2 separate regions of the Ovis aries genome follow, and region 2 is linked to region 1. A link is a contact called in public Hi-C data. All regions are on one chromosome and are shown on one strand. The core of a region is the stretch at or near the end of the contact, and the rest is flanking DNA. Distances in the headings are between cores, read along the strand shown.

Region 1 (6,907 bases), core at 1,413-3,912:
CATCTGAAATGCTACCAGTGTGCCCAGAGCCGGCTTTGCCGCGGAGTCGGTGCAGAAATAGGAGCAGGGGCCGGGACACACACAACACCCTGTCCGAACCTGACACAAAGGGGAAAATAATACGTGATCTCCCTCACTCCTCAAATATTCCAACCAGAGTTGGGAATATTACTTTTCCTCCTACCTTACCGAGCCCCTAGACACAGAGGAGAAGCAATACTAACGAGCCTTGCTTGCTTTTGCTTTTTTTTTTAATCATTACACACAGCTCCTCCTCCCTCTCCCAGCCAACACTTAAAGCCCCTCTGGCAATATAAACAAAAGAAAACTTAAAATTTTTGCCTTGATTTTAAAATGTGCCTTTCAGCAAGTAGGTAAGTAGGAAGAGAGATCAGGATCTGAGGGTGTTAACAGCATAGAGTGAGATGCTTCTGAACCCAACCGGGAAGACAATTATTTTCTACCAGCAGAAGCAATTCTTATCGTAGAGGAGGGTGCAGTCTAGTGGCAAACTTCATGAAATGCAACCCCTTCTCCAAAGGGAAGTTAGAGCCCTTCCAGAGCAACGAGAAATGTAAAAGGGCTGACAGTGCTGACCCAAGTTCCCCCAAACAGGACAGCCACAGCTGCTCAGCCCTCAGATGGGGCTCCGAAGGCCACACCCCCATGCCAAGTGCAGGGAAACACTAAAACCCCCACCTTCCTTCTTTGAAGGCATTCACTTTCTTTCCTTTCACTAAGGAAAGAAGGGTTCCTAGGATTCCCAGAGATCCTCTGAGGTTTGAAAAGGGATCACGGTGTTTCCCGTCGGGATCTGCTGGTCTTGTGGTACGCCAGCAGCTCCAATTCCTGGGCTATGCCTGCTCCCAGGTGGGTCCCTCATAACCTGGGGTCCCTCTGGTTTGTTACCTATGCCCTCCAGGGCTGTGGCCCCATAGAAATACTCCTTTCAAAGAACCTGGAGGGGGAGGATCACTCCACTCTGCCTTCCTTGCCTCTGACAACCCCACAGCAGGGCAGGACACAGGGGGCCTCCGGGCACGATTTTCAGAACCAGCATTTCCTCCCAAGTGCCAGTCTCTGTAGCTCAGTGCTGCCTATGATGCTGCTGCTATGAATGTCCCTTGGTGCAAGTACACACAGTATGCACACACAACACACACACACACACACACAGAGCTTCCCTGGGCCAACAGTGTAGCTAAAGAAAAACGGCCCCTTCCCCCTACAACCAAAGACAGTCACTTCACCAGCAACAGAAACACTAGATTAAATCCCCTTCCCCAGATTTTTAGGGGGGAATTTAGTGTCTCTTTTCTATTTCCCCTCACCACCCATCGCTGGCCATCTTACACTAACACCCATTCCAACACACACACACACACACCCTTACTTGGTCACTCAGACACCAGCAGACAGCCATTTCCCAAAGCTAAGGTAGCATTTCTTGGGCACTCTATATATCCAGTTGGCTAATAAGAAAATTCTTCTCCCTCCAGCCTGCGCCTTGGCTAGCTAAGGGGTGGGAGGGACGGGAGATGAGTTGCTCCTTATTGTATCCACCGCGCTGCAAGAATTCTCCCCCTCGACCCCCACCTCCTCTCCCTCTCTGGGCAGCTCCAGCCCTGTTCCCCGAGCCCCCCTCCCCCGTCCCCTCATCACTTTCTTCCATTCTAGGGAGAGGAGGGAGCTGTTCAGGCAGCGAAGGGGAGCCCCCGTGTGTCTAGAAGGCCTCTCCCCACCCCCATCCCGTGTGAGTTTGTACTCCTTGGCATCCTTGCCTGGGTTGGGTGTTGGGGAGCTCAAATTGCAGCTACAAACTGGCTGGCAGCCAGGGGCCGTCTATTTAAAAGCGCCGGCTCAACCGGAGCCCGTAGTCTCTTTGGAAACTTCTGCCGGGGGAAAAAGAGCTAGGAAAGAGCTGCAAAGCGGTGTGGGTTTTTTCCTTTTTTTTCCTTTTCCCCTCCTCTTCTTTACTACCCTCTCCTCCGTTTGCACCTTTCTTCGGGCTTCACGCAGAACCTGCGAATTTCGAAAAGGTGCTAGCAGAGTGGGAGAAAAGAGGTGTTGGGGGTTTGGTGTGTTTTTTCTTTTTTTTTTTTTTTAATTTCTTGATTTCCACATTTTTCCTCCGCCTTCGCGGCTGCAGCCGCCGCCTCTTACCTGTTCCGCAGCAGCCGCGCGCCGCTGGCAGCTGAGGGTTAGAAAGGAGCAGGGTGTACTTTGAGATTTTAAACAAAAATTTTGAAGAAGAAATCTATTTTTCTCCCGCCCCCCCCCCCACTGCCTCTCTCACAGCCTCCGAGCTCTTTTTTTCCGGTGGTTGTTGGGGGGTGAACCATTTTTGGCTCCCCCGCCGCAATTCTGACCAGGTCAGACTCGTGGGGAAGGGGATTTGTTTCTCCAGCCTCCGATTCCTCTGCATGCACCTGGCGCTGCTCCCTTTCCCCCTACCTGTTGCAAGTCTGTAATCTTTGCAATTGAGACTTGCTTGCAGGCACTCCAGCCCTCCATCGCTCCCTACATTTTGCAATTGTCCGGGGGAGGGCACCTGCTCTACCTGCCAGAAATTTTTTTCAAAAAAGAACATTGCTCCGCGCTCCCTCCTGGCCCCTCTCTCCCTGCACTCTCGCGCTCCTGCCCCGCCCCAGGTAAAGGGGGAGACTCGGAAAAGATGGTGCTCACCGCGCTCCTCCTGCTTCTGGCCGCCTGTGCGGGGCCGGCCCAGGGTCTGGGCTCCTTCGTGCACTGCGAGCCCTGCGACGAGAAAGCCCTCTCCATGTGCCCCCCCAGCCCCCTGGGCTGCGAGCTGGTCAAGGAGCCGGGCTGCGGCTGCTGCATGACCTGCGCCCTGGCCGAGGGGCAGTCGTGCGGCGTCTACACTGAGCGCTGCGCCCAGGGGCTGCGTTGCCTCCCCCGGCAGGACGAGGAGAAGCCGCTGCACGCCCTGCTGCACGGCCGCGGGGTTTGCCTGAACGAAAAGAGCTACCGCGAGCAAGCCAAGATCGGTGAGCGCGCTCCGTGTGCCAGAGAGCTACACGGCGCACGGGCGGGGGCGGGGGGGGTGGTTGTGGGGGGGCACGGGACAGGCTGGCCCCGAGCGCTCTGCCCAGCAAGTGGCTTAGAGCCGGGGTGCTGGCCGAGAGGAGGGCGGGGAGGGTCCCTGCACTTCGGAATCGGAGCCCCAGCCGATCCTGCTACCCCAGGAGTCGGTCTAGCCGAGCCTCTCCGGGTTTTCGCTCCTTCTCCTCGTCCCTACCCCCACCTTCTTCACCCCACCCCTCCCCCCTCGACTAAACGGTGACTCTGAGCTCCTATTTCTTCTCTAGATGCAAATCCTCAGGTACTCAATCTCCAGTCCGAAAGTGTGCATCTTATATGATCAACTCCCTCTCCACCACCTCCAATATGCTGTGGGTTTTGTTTTTTTTCTGAACTTGAAAAAAAAATGCCTTTTGTTAAAATATTGCTTCAACTGGGGACCTGGAGAGAGAGGCGTTACCGGTTTTCGGTGCTAATTCTACCTTTGTCCCTCCCAGCCCCCCACCCCCCTACCAGTCCGTCTTTGACGTTTCTATTCTCCTACCCCGCCCCCCCCCCACACGGGCGCACACGCACACTCACGTGCACACATAACACACGCACGCACGCACCCTTGGTAGCTCTTGCCTTTGGGGCGGGGGCTTTGATGCCCCTCCCACGTGCACACTCATTGCTCTTGACTTGATGCGATTGACTGGTCGTATGTAAAAGATACTGAAATGCAAAATATCTCTTTTTCCTCCCAGGAAAGGAAAGGTGACTTTGGGCAAGCTCAGAGGCGGCGGGGAGGTGGAGCAAGTCGGGGGCGGGGGGGTGGGGGTAGTGAGGGAAAGGAATGGGAAAGGTGGGCTTGATGTTCCAGGGCTGGCTGTTCCTGAATCGAGCTCCTTTCCCCTGCTCCTATTCAGATTTTACCTAGGAAGAAAGGTAGATATAGGGCTGGGAAACAAGAAGAGATGTGAAATTCAGACACCGCGGCTTCCCCGCCAGTGCTAATCCCCCACGCTGTCGCGTCGCCCCTCGAGCTCTCAAGCCAGATCACAAGTGGGTGTGGTGTAAATGGAAGAGGGGCCCTGGAAATGCAGAATGCAAAATCAAGGGGGCGGAGACGGAAAAGCCACGCACCAGGCGCCTCCCCTCCACCTCCAAGTAGCCCCGCCCCCAGGCTGCCCCGCCCCCAAATTCTCAGTTCTGGAGTTTAAAAGGTTGACAGAGCTGCTTGTTCAATTGAAACACTTCGGCTTCCTCTTGGAAAGTTACTTGATTTTTTTTTTTTAAGTTTAATGAACTATACACAAAAGTCTGGGTTCTGAGCATTGGTCCTCCCCCAAAGGGGTTAAGACTTGGCTAAATTGCATTTATTCTGTAAGGTATCTTCTTACTGGGACAATGCCTTTCCCTCCTATCTCCGTCCATTACGAGCACCCCAACACGAGTTGTCTTAACTGTAAACTACAGACACTCTCATGTAGGAAAGGAGTGCGTCTGCGGTTGAGAAGAGAGGCACGAGAGCTTTCCTGGGCTCGACGTGGATTCCCGCAAACCCTGCAGGTTTTGTCTGTCCAGCTTTGCAAGAGGTAGCGTTTCTCCAGTTTACGGCCAGCAAAAAAGGGAGAGGGCAATGTGCAGGTCCCGGAGGCCCCTGAGGACGGTTGGTGAAGTTATTTTTATTAAGAGCCAATTTTCAAAGGCGGTCCCGCCCCACCTCCCTTCATCTTGTGAGATGTGTGGAAAAGCTTAGCACCGGCACCGAGGGGGGGAAAGGCATGAATCGATTTCCTGGCTTGGGAGAGAGAGCTCTGGGTAACAATCCGGTCACAGCGAAAGTATGCAAGGTATCGCTTGGCCGCATTCTGGCCCCACTTTTATTTGCCCAGCCGTGTGGTTGGTGTGATGTGGTTGGTGTGGAGGGTGAGCGCGCGCAATTGCTGGGAGAGCAAACTGGCGCATCCAACTTTCCAGTTCAATCCCAACCCCTCCCCACCCCCAACACACACACAAGAGCTTTTGTTCCAAGCAAGATGAGATGCCCTTTAGACTTCTCTGCAGCCCCTTCCTCAGCCCCCACCTTCAAAGTGCCTTGAAGCACGGAGCGGCCTCCCCCTCCTCCCCCCACCCATCCCAACCCCTCTGAAAGACTCCACCTCGCCTAAAGCAGGTGCCTGATCCGCTCCGGTTGCTGGATGGCTGCCCTTGACCGGTAGCTGGAACTGACGCCTTCCTCCCAGACAGATGGGATGGGAGTGGGCCCTCCTGGCTGGAGTTTTTCAGCTTGGGTGGGTCTCCCAAAAGTCGGAGATGGTGCAGCGACAGTACTTAAAGAGAGGAAAACGAACAGAGAAGAGGGAGGAGAGTGTCGGCTCCTTTGGCCAAAATTGCTGACCTCCGACATCCAACCGCCACGCCTCTCTACCAATATCGAGCAGTGTGAACTGGGATTTGCCCCTTCCGATGTAAATTTAGAGACAGATATAGATGACGTATGTACATATACACATATAACCAAAAATATGTGTATAGAGAGATAGCTATAGGGTTTTTTCAACAACAACAACAAAAAAAAGTGCATTTCTAGAATCAGAAATGGGGAGAGAGATGGCTAGCCGCCAAAGCTTGTGGGAGGAAGAGAGCAGGGCCGGCGGGGACTGGTGTTTTGCTAGGCGCGTTGCTGGGCAACGGGAGAGGGAGTGCGCCTTCGAGCCGGGTCCTGGGAGCGCTCCGGGCCCTGCATTTTATTTTGGCCAGTTCAGGGGCAGAGATAGATATAGAAACAGAGGGCAGTGTGTATGAGGGCTGGAGCTATTTATTGGACCAAGCTCAATAAATATGGGTGAGCTGGGTCGAGTCTGGGGAAGGACCAAGCTTTGCTCTGGCATTCTTTGGAGAAAGAGCCTTGTGGCTTTACTGGCCCACATACTTTACCCGTGTCTGGAAGATCTTTCTTGTGCTTGTGAGACATTAAGTTTGGGATACAGGGAGATGTGGGTGCTGGGTTTCAGTTCTGTCATTGAGAAATAAGAGGGGAAGAGCAGAAAATATGCTTCTCGGAAAGAAGAAAAATTACCTAAATAAAAATGCATTCAGCCTTTGCCTCTTTGAGGGATTTGGCCCTCCATCACCCTGGCTTCCATTCCCAGCCTAGTCCAAATGCCCTGTTGAAATCAAGTTCCAGGGTTAGGTTTATTGGCCAAATTTGTGTCTGGATTGAACAAGATGGAAAACTGAAGGAGCCAGATTCCTTTCCCACCCCTATCCCCTCCCTTTGAAACAAGTCTTTGAGAGGCTGGTTGTGCCCTGAGCCAACCAAAATGGGAACTGGGAAGACAAGAAGAGGGCGCTTTTAACTTGACTTTTCTTGCCTCCCCACTCCTTTCCCTTCCTCCTCTTTCTGCTGTGTCAGCTCAGACTGGAAGAGCACGCACAGTTGGCCACAGTGAGAGTTCATTTTCTTTCCATTTCTCTTTTTCTCCCCCCTCCTTTCTTATCCCTCCCTCCCATCCCACCGCCTTTTCTATCCCACCCCCTTCTCCATCCCCCAACTCCAAGACATCCCCAGGGGGCTTGGTTTTTCAATCAGAGCAGCTGTGCTAGTCCTGGGGCTCAGGGTCAGATTTGAGCAGGCAAGTGGGCTTGCAGCTGCAGAGGGAGGACCGGGCTGACCTAGGAGCCAGGGGTCACCAGAAGGTTACAACAAAGAGCATGGGAGCAGGAATCCCCACGGAATCCCCTCGGTCCCCTTAAGGTGGGGGAGGAGAGAGGAGCTAGCAGGAAAGGAAGGTGATTTTTGTCTAAAGCTTTTACTTTGTACTTGAGCGATGTATTTAAAACTCTGGGTTATTTAATGTTTGGAAAATAAAATTTTGGA
Region 2 (6,907 bases), core at 1,208-3,707, 310 kb before region 1:
TTCCTCAGCCCTCAGAAAGATAATTTTTTATTTAAGCTGCAATTAAGTATGATGAAGAGGTATACTTATGGGCTGCACAAGAAGAGATTTCATTGCAAATCCAAAAGAAAAGGCTTTTTGAATTACCCATGCATCGTATTCTTCACTCCTCCCCAGCCCAGTTTCATTAACGTTCATAGACAAGGGTGGATGATAACTTATAATGCTAGTGGATGTTTCCAGGATGCATGGAGCCTTCTCCTTGTTGCATCTCTAGGTATAAAATGGAATTTCTCCTTCCCTCCCATGATCTCTCTGACACTGTACAAAAGGACAGCATGTCCTACTTCTCTCTCTTCCCCTCAGTTACCTCCTCCATTTTTAAGTTGCCAAACAAGTATGGTTTGACAGATGGAGACGGCTACCAGCAAAGAACAGTGTGATGTTTCTTTGTGGCTGTGTCTGTTCTTTCTCTAAAGTGCCACATGGCCTCCAGTGGATAAGTTCATTTCTCCCCTTGTTATGGCTCTATTTCTTCACCACACAATCTCTCCACACTCAATCACATGAGCATCACACGTAAGAACTAGCAAAGAAGTCAGGGAATTGTACTGAGAATCAGAGCTATCCCTAGAAGCCTGTCCAAGGAGGCATATGTGGAACAGGGCAGCCACTTCTTTATCTGTTTATGTTTTCTATATACATGGTCCAAATGTAAGTACCCCTCCCAGCCCTTCATGGCTTATACCAAGATATACTGACAGATGAATAAGGTAGCTAAAGACAGGCAAAGAACTTACATGATACAGAGGAGACAGTCCTGAGGATTCAAAATGTAAGAGGAAAAGAAAGAAATGGTGGTGGGGGAGGAAAGAGGAAAGGAAAAGAAAAGGAGAATAAATTCAAAACTGAATAATGCAATTATCAACCGAAAGCTCATTCTTCCCCCCATTGTTCCTTTAACAAGCATGTTGAGTACTGCCACGGGCTAAGTACTCTGATAGAGGCTTTGAGGCCCCTTATTCCAATTAACTCTCATAACAACTCCATTGGCTAGACACAATACCCCTTTTATAAATGAATAAACTGCTTCAGAGAGTTTAAGAAGTAAGTTCAGTTAATACAACCAGAGACCAAGGAGCAGGTCCTAGGGCTCAGACCTGCCTGGATTCACAACTTTGGCTTCTGCATCACAGAGCTTCCATGCCAGTCATCTTGTCGACCAAATATTTTGACTATCTTAAGATAAGAGACAGTGAGAAACTCAGAGTTCAGAATCATTCATTCAAGGTAACCAATCGTGTCTCTTTTTGATACAAACAAGTGACTCTTGATCCCATTGTGACTTGTATAGATTTAGATTCTAAAAGACACTTGCTCTCAGGACCTACACACATCTCACCTGGGAGATTGTGTTTTTAGGAGGCGGTAAAGCTACCTGGCTCATGAATCCATCCCCAAGAGCTGTTTAGGGGCAGATATCCATCCTAGCCCTCCAAGATCACCCAGAATCTTTAACACACCTGAGTTCTTTATCTTCTTGAACATCTGAAGCTAGAATAGCCCCCTGTTCTAGCCTTCGTTTCTCCTCCCACTTTTTCAAGTTCCTCAACTCAAAACTCACTCCCATTTTTCTCCGTCTGCACCCCAATACCAGCTTTGTTGCCCTGAGTTTTCAGGAAAGAAAGCTCTACCCACTATGTTCTGCACATCACCAAAGAACTCAGATCACACCAAAATAAAAAGGAAGAAACAACTATCAAAGGTTTCCCAATACGTGCCCTGTCTACAGCTCTAGACATGGATCATCTTCTTGGCCCTCACATAGTGAGGAAAATATCAGTAACCTTGTTTTGCAGATAAGTAAATAGAGAAATAAAATGCATTTCCACGGTCACACAGAACTGGTGGAGCTAGGGCAGGAATTCAGGTATTCTTGTTCCAGCTCATTTCCTTCACTATAAAGCCAGACTGGTCCCCAAAAGTAAGCATGAAATGGGTAAGACAACCCATAGGCTCCCAACAAGGGCCAGTTCTCATTACTAGGCAGCAAGCAATCATCCAAGGACAAGAAGGCTTACGGAAGCCTCGTTATAGCATACTGTAGTGACAACCACATACTGTGATCTGCGCATCTCCTTCAATAATTGGACAAATCCTAAAGCAGATACCACCCAGCCTTGCTACCTATCTCAGGCCAATTTCCATCAGATGTTAGAGGAAAAAAACTATGTGAAAAGAACAACTGTGATGACCTTTCAGAAAGTAGAAACTAGGGAGGGAGCAAAAGAGAAATAAAGAAAGAAAAAAAGGGTGTGTGTGTTTTCCTTGAGGCTGGGAAGGGACCCAAGGAGCCTGGAGATGTAATGGGATACAGTGCAGATTACCAAAGTTTTGTTACAGCTGTAATAGCCTTTCACAAAGGCATGGCCCTCCAGAGAGCCATATTTCATCTCAGCTTTCCCCACCGCATAAGACAGAGGGTGAGGAGCTGGAAGGCAGGGCTGGAAACTCATGCCTGAGCTGAGTGAGCCCTGACATCCCCGTGACACTCCCATCAAACCAAAATGAACTGGACCCAAAGGCTCTTGTTTTAACAGGCTTTGAATCTCATCCCTGTCGTCTATTTATTTATTTATTTTTCTTCACACTCTCCTTTCTGGAAACGCATTGCCTAGCAACCTGCTGTCTTATTCTAAACAGCCACGCACACAATTGTATGCATGCACTTGGAGACACCAGGGTAATATCTGAGTGTCTCTGATGGCCTTGCTGGCACCGATGGGTCTCTTGCTCAGAAGAGTTAGGTCCTAGGATGTGTGTTAGTCAGAGCGGAATCTCAGACAATCTCTGTGACCATTTTAGTCCTTCAAGAGACAACAGAAGGACACATTTTTGCCTGATGGTAGGTGGGTAGAGACAGCCCCAAAAGGATTCATAAGAGAAAAGTGGGCACCAGCATTGATCTTATTCATGCAAAGAAGTCTTTGGATCAGTCACCTGTCAGCTACACCAGTGAGTGTTCTGAACATTTTGGATTCAGAGCAGACAAAGCAGAAGAAAATTCACTGATCACTTTCCAATTCAAAGGGACAGGGAGACCTGCTCTGCCTTCTGTTCTGCCATGCTGCTTATACTCTTTTCATAGGGGTAACCCCTGAATTTAGCGTTAGAGGTTCCCACAAGAGCTGCTCCAATGATACAATCATGTCAGTGGAAAGAGGCACATGACATTAATCCAGGACCCAAAGAATCCAGCTATCCAGCTCCTGGGAATCAGACCAATTATTTTAACCTTTTGTTGTGAAATAAAACACAAGTACAGAAAACCACACAAAATAAAAGTATAACTTCACGGCTTATTATAAGGCGCACTGACTGTACTGTGATCGGCACCAGGGTAAAGAAGCAGACCCCCTCCATGTGTCCTGTCTCAATCTCAACTCTCTGCTGCCCTGAAAGTGACCTCTTTCCCGGCTGTTATGGTGACGCATCCTGGTACCCTTTTATAGCTTCAGCACTAGCTTAACCTGCCTGGATACCACAATTTGGTCTTGGCCATTTTTAAAAATATGATATGTCTTTTTAATCTCTTTTCCTCTCTGGTTCTTTCACTCTTTTCAATTCCTTACAATGTATCCGGTAAAGAATCTGGGGCATTGGAGCTGAGAGCAATTGAAATTGGGCAATTGAAAAAAAAAAAAAAAAAAGGCAGAAATAAATGAACAGGCTGGATTTCTCCTTTGGCTTCTCTGTTTGTTTTCCAGGAGATACTGGAGTAGGGAGAGGAGAAGTGTATGAATAGAGTGGAATGGGTATTAGTAGGGCCAGGGGACATTTTTCAAGTATGTGACAGTGTTTTCCAAGCTCCAGACCTCCCTCTATCCCGGCTCCCCTGCCACTGCTGGCAGAACTGCCTGAACAGGTGTGGCTGAGGGTCACTGGCCCAGCCCCCTCCCCAGACAGTCCCGGGGCTCCAGCTTCAGCTCCGAGTGGTAGATGGAAAGCTGCTGCAGTCTCTGGAAGTGAAAAATCCAAAGGTTTTATCCCTGTCAAGAGCAGGTTTGACAAGACAAAGGCAGCCTGGTAACCAGAGAGGCCAGTGGGGACTCAACACCTGCCTGCCCTTCTGGCTCCCCTCCTGGGTTTGCTCAGCCCGAAAGCCTCCCCTGCCCCACTGTGGGCCTCAGTTTCTCCCCTTGGCAGCCTGCAGATGTGAGCATCCATCTCCTGGAAGCATGTGGTCACGCATGTTTGCAAAGCCTGAGCTTCCCTGGGGAGGGAAGACACCTGTGTAAACAGAGCATGGAGGCGCCATGAGCTCGTTGGCTGCGTTCTGAGGGAGGCACCCGGCCTGGGCTGCAGCGCTGATGCTGCAGGGGGAACAATGCGGGCTCTGTTTGCCCAGCTGCAGCTCTCGTCTTCCTCTCCACTGCACCAATCTCGGCCCCCACCCAGGTTCTCTGCCAGGGGGGCCCAGAAAGCATTGACTCCCTTTGGAAACCCCTGTCTGAGTAAAATTCAGTTTGCTGGTTAAAAAGTTCAACGACACAAAATGAGATGTCTTTGAATCAACAGGACCACTCTCATCCATGTGTGTGCTGCTATGGAGTAGAGGAGAGTTTAGGGGTGATGATGTGGATTCCCTAGTCCCAAGTCAGCCCTGTCTCTCCCAGGGGTGCTTAGAAAAGAGGCATCCTGACCCTTTCTTCCTACCACACACTCACCGAGGAGCTCGTGTTGACAGAGGGGAGTCCTTCAAACTCACTTCTAACTTGCATAAATTTTAGTATGTGTCCTCAGCAAAGAGAAAAAGAAATAACTGCCCATCATCTGATTCAGTAAGCTGCACTTTGGCGAGAATGAAGTGGAAATCTGCATTTCCTTCATTTCAGCTCAGAACTGCTTGTCTTTCAAACTATATTTGGCCGAGACATATTTCACTCAATGTGGTCCCAAACCCAGACCCATATAACATATTCAAATGAGCTCAGAAGATTCACTTTCCTTTCGTATTGGAACAGACCACTGTTTCTTCAATTGCAACACTTCCAGTAACTGGACAGCAAAATGCTGTCTTTCTAAGGAAATTTCAGGAATCAGTTGGCTGACATACTCTCAAGCCTAAGCGGCTTACCTTAAATACTTCTTCCCCACCAGCTGATCCTTGGCTAGATTTGCTTGGATTTATTGACTTGGTTAAAGTCAAGAAAGGCCCAGAGTTTTAGAGTCATGAGGAGGGTAGGTCTGGAAAGGAGGAGATGAGGTACTGAAAAACAGGGAGGGTATTTCACCAGAAAAAAAAAAAAAAAACATGTCCTTCAAAGCTTTGTTCTTATCGTACATTACTCCAGACAAGTCATGCCTCCTGCAGAACCTGACCAACTGCAGTCTAGACAGTATGGGAAAGCTGACCACTTTCTAGGGGTAACCCCTCAGCCACCGTCTAGACAGGACTGAGACATCTACCATGTCCTGGAGCCCAAGGGAAACGCGAGGACACCTGGCCTGAACATTGTTCTTTAGAAAACCTAAAAGGTGTGGTGAATTTAGTGTCTCCATTCCAGCAAAAGGAAGCAGAAAGTCAAAGACTTCATAGATCAGATTATGAGAAGTTTTTAGGACTTACACAGGAGGACACTTGCAGAAATCCAACACTATATGCTTCAGACTTGACCAAGCATCACAATTTCCAGCTAGCTCTCCGCTTCACTTCCATCCTCTGCTCCTGGTCGTCTGGCCTTTTTCTGTGCCCCAATTCTCCTTTCCAATTTTTTCCTACATTTTCCTGTACTATCTACTCTGCCCTTTTACTACATGCAGCCTAAGACTGTCTGCTTGGGTTTTCATGGTTCTTTCCATTTTCACTCCCACTTCTCCTGCTGTTGGTCTTGGCGGGGCTCAGGGCTTGAATTTCGGTCATTTCCTGGCATTTTCCACTGTTTCCTCTGAGGTGTCATTTTTCCCTCCATGCCCTCTACCCTTTTCAGATCTCCTCTTTCTCATCTCTAGCTCCATCTATTAATACATGAACCAAGTGAGCCATCTAGACTACAAAGGAGCAAGTGGGATGAAAGCATGAGTCAGCACCCATAGGAGAAGCAAAGTTCCTCTCAGCTGGCCCTTCAGCAGGCTGGCCAAGAGAAGCATTAGAAAGGGGCAGTTAAAAAATTCTTTTTTAAATTTTAGAAATTAAAAATTAGAGAAAAGCAACAAACAGAAGAGATAAAATTAAGAGGAGAAAGAATGAGAGTGGTAAAGGGGGAAAAATAAAAGGATTGAAGAATATATAAACCAAGTCAACCAAAATTTTCACTTAAAAAAAAGGAGTCAGTTTTCTGAGCTTGATAGTTCATTTTCTAAGCTAAAATTCAGAGTAGATGACCCTGTCCCTACTGAGTTGACAAAGCTTGGGCAGAATTTTTATTTGATTAATCACATTTGAAGTTTGACTTTCTCCTGTCCATCAAGGATGTAAGCTGTATATACTCTTTCTTGGAGTTCTTTACAAAGTGATGAGACTTATATTTTCCTGGGTTGTATTGCAAGGAGGCTTAAGCCTTGGGATTTCTGGAAGACCTGCCAGTATGGAGAGCTTAAAGGGAGACCTCAACACCATCAGACTTCCCACTTGCCTAAGGACTTCATCAAACTGGAAAATGGCTGTCATTTTCTGAGCTTAAGAGAGTAAAACACAGCAAACTATCTCTCTCTAGCCCCCTTTCTTCCCTGACAAAAGATGCATTTAGGGTCTGTAGTGGACTAAACAGTGTCCCTGCAAAGTTTATATCTACCCAGAACCTATGAATGTGGCCTTACTTGGAAACAGGATCTTTGTAGGGCTCATACTGGATTTGGGTGGCCTTTAATCTAATATGTTGGTGTCCTTATAAGGAGAGGGAAAAATGGACAAAAAGACATAGTCACA

Evidence for each region. A called contact is a pair of places that touch in the nucleus more often than the background predicts.
Region 2: a Hi-C map of tail adipose tissue shows a contact between it and region 1, with 4 times the contacts expected there. The contact joins the enhancer-like site here to the promoter of IGFBP5 in region 1. A contact is called at or near these places in 3 of 16 Hi-C or Micro-C datasets (muscle, omental adipose tissue and tail adipose tissue).

Annotation. Positions count from the first base shown.
Region 1 is chr2:218,684,597-218,691,503 of ARS-UI_Ramb_v3.0, reverse strand. IGFBP5 (insulin like growth factor binding protein 5) reads left to right here and starts at 2,662. Exons shown (of 4, transcript NM_001129733.1): 1 at 2,662-3,008. The coding sequence starts at 2,675.
Region 2 is chr2:218,996,116-219,003,022 of ARS-UI_Ramb_v3.0, reverse strand. No RefSeq gene overlaps it. Among named protein-coding and RNA genes, the nearest start is that of TNP1, 130 kb to the right of the region's middle. Within about 2 kb of position 2,457, at least 4 of the 54 cell types and tissues checked have an H3K27ac peak or open chromatin away from gene starts, as enhancers often do. A contact at or near this core is called in tail adipose tissue, where this site is marked.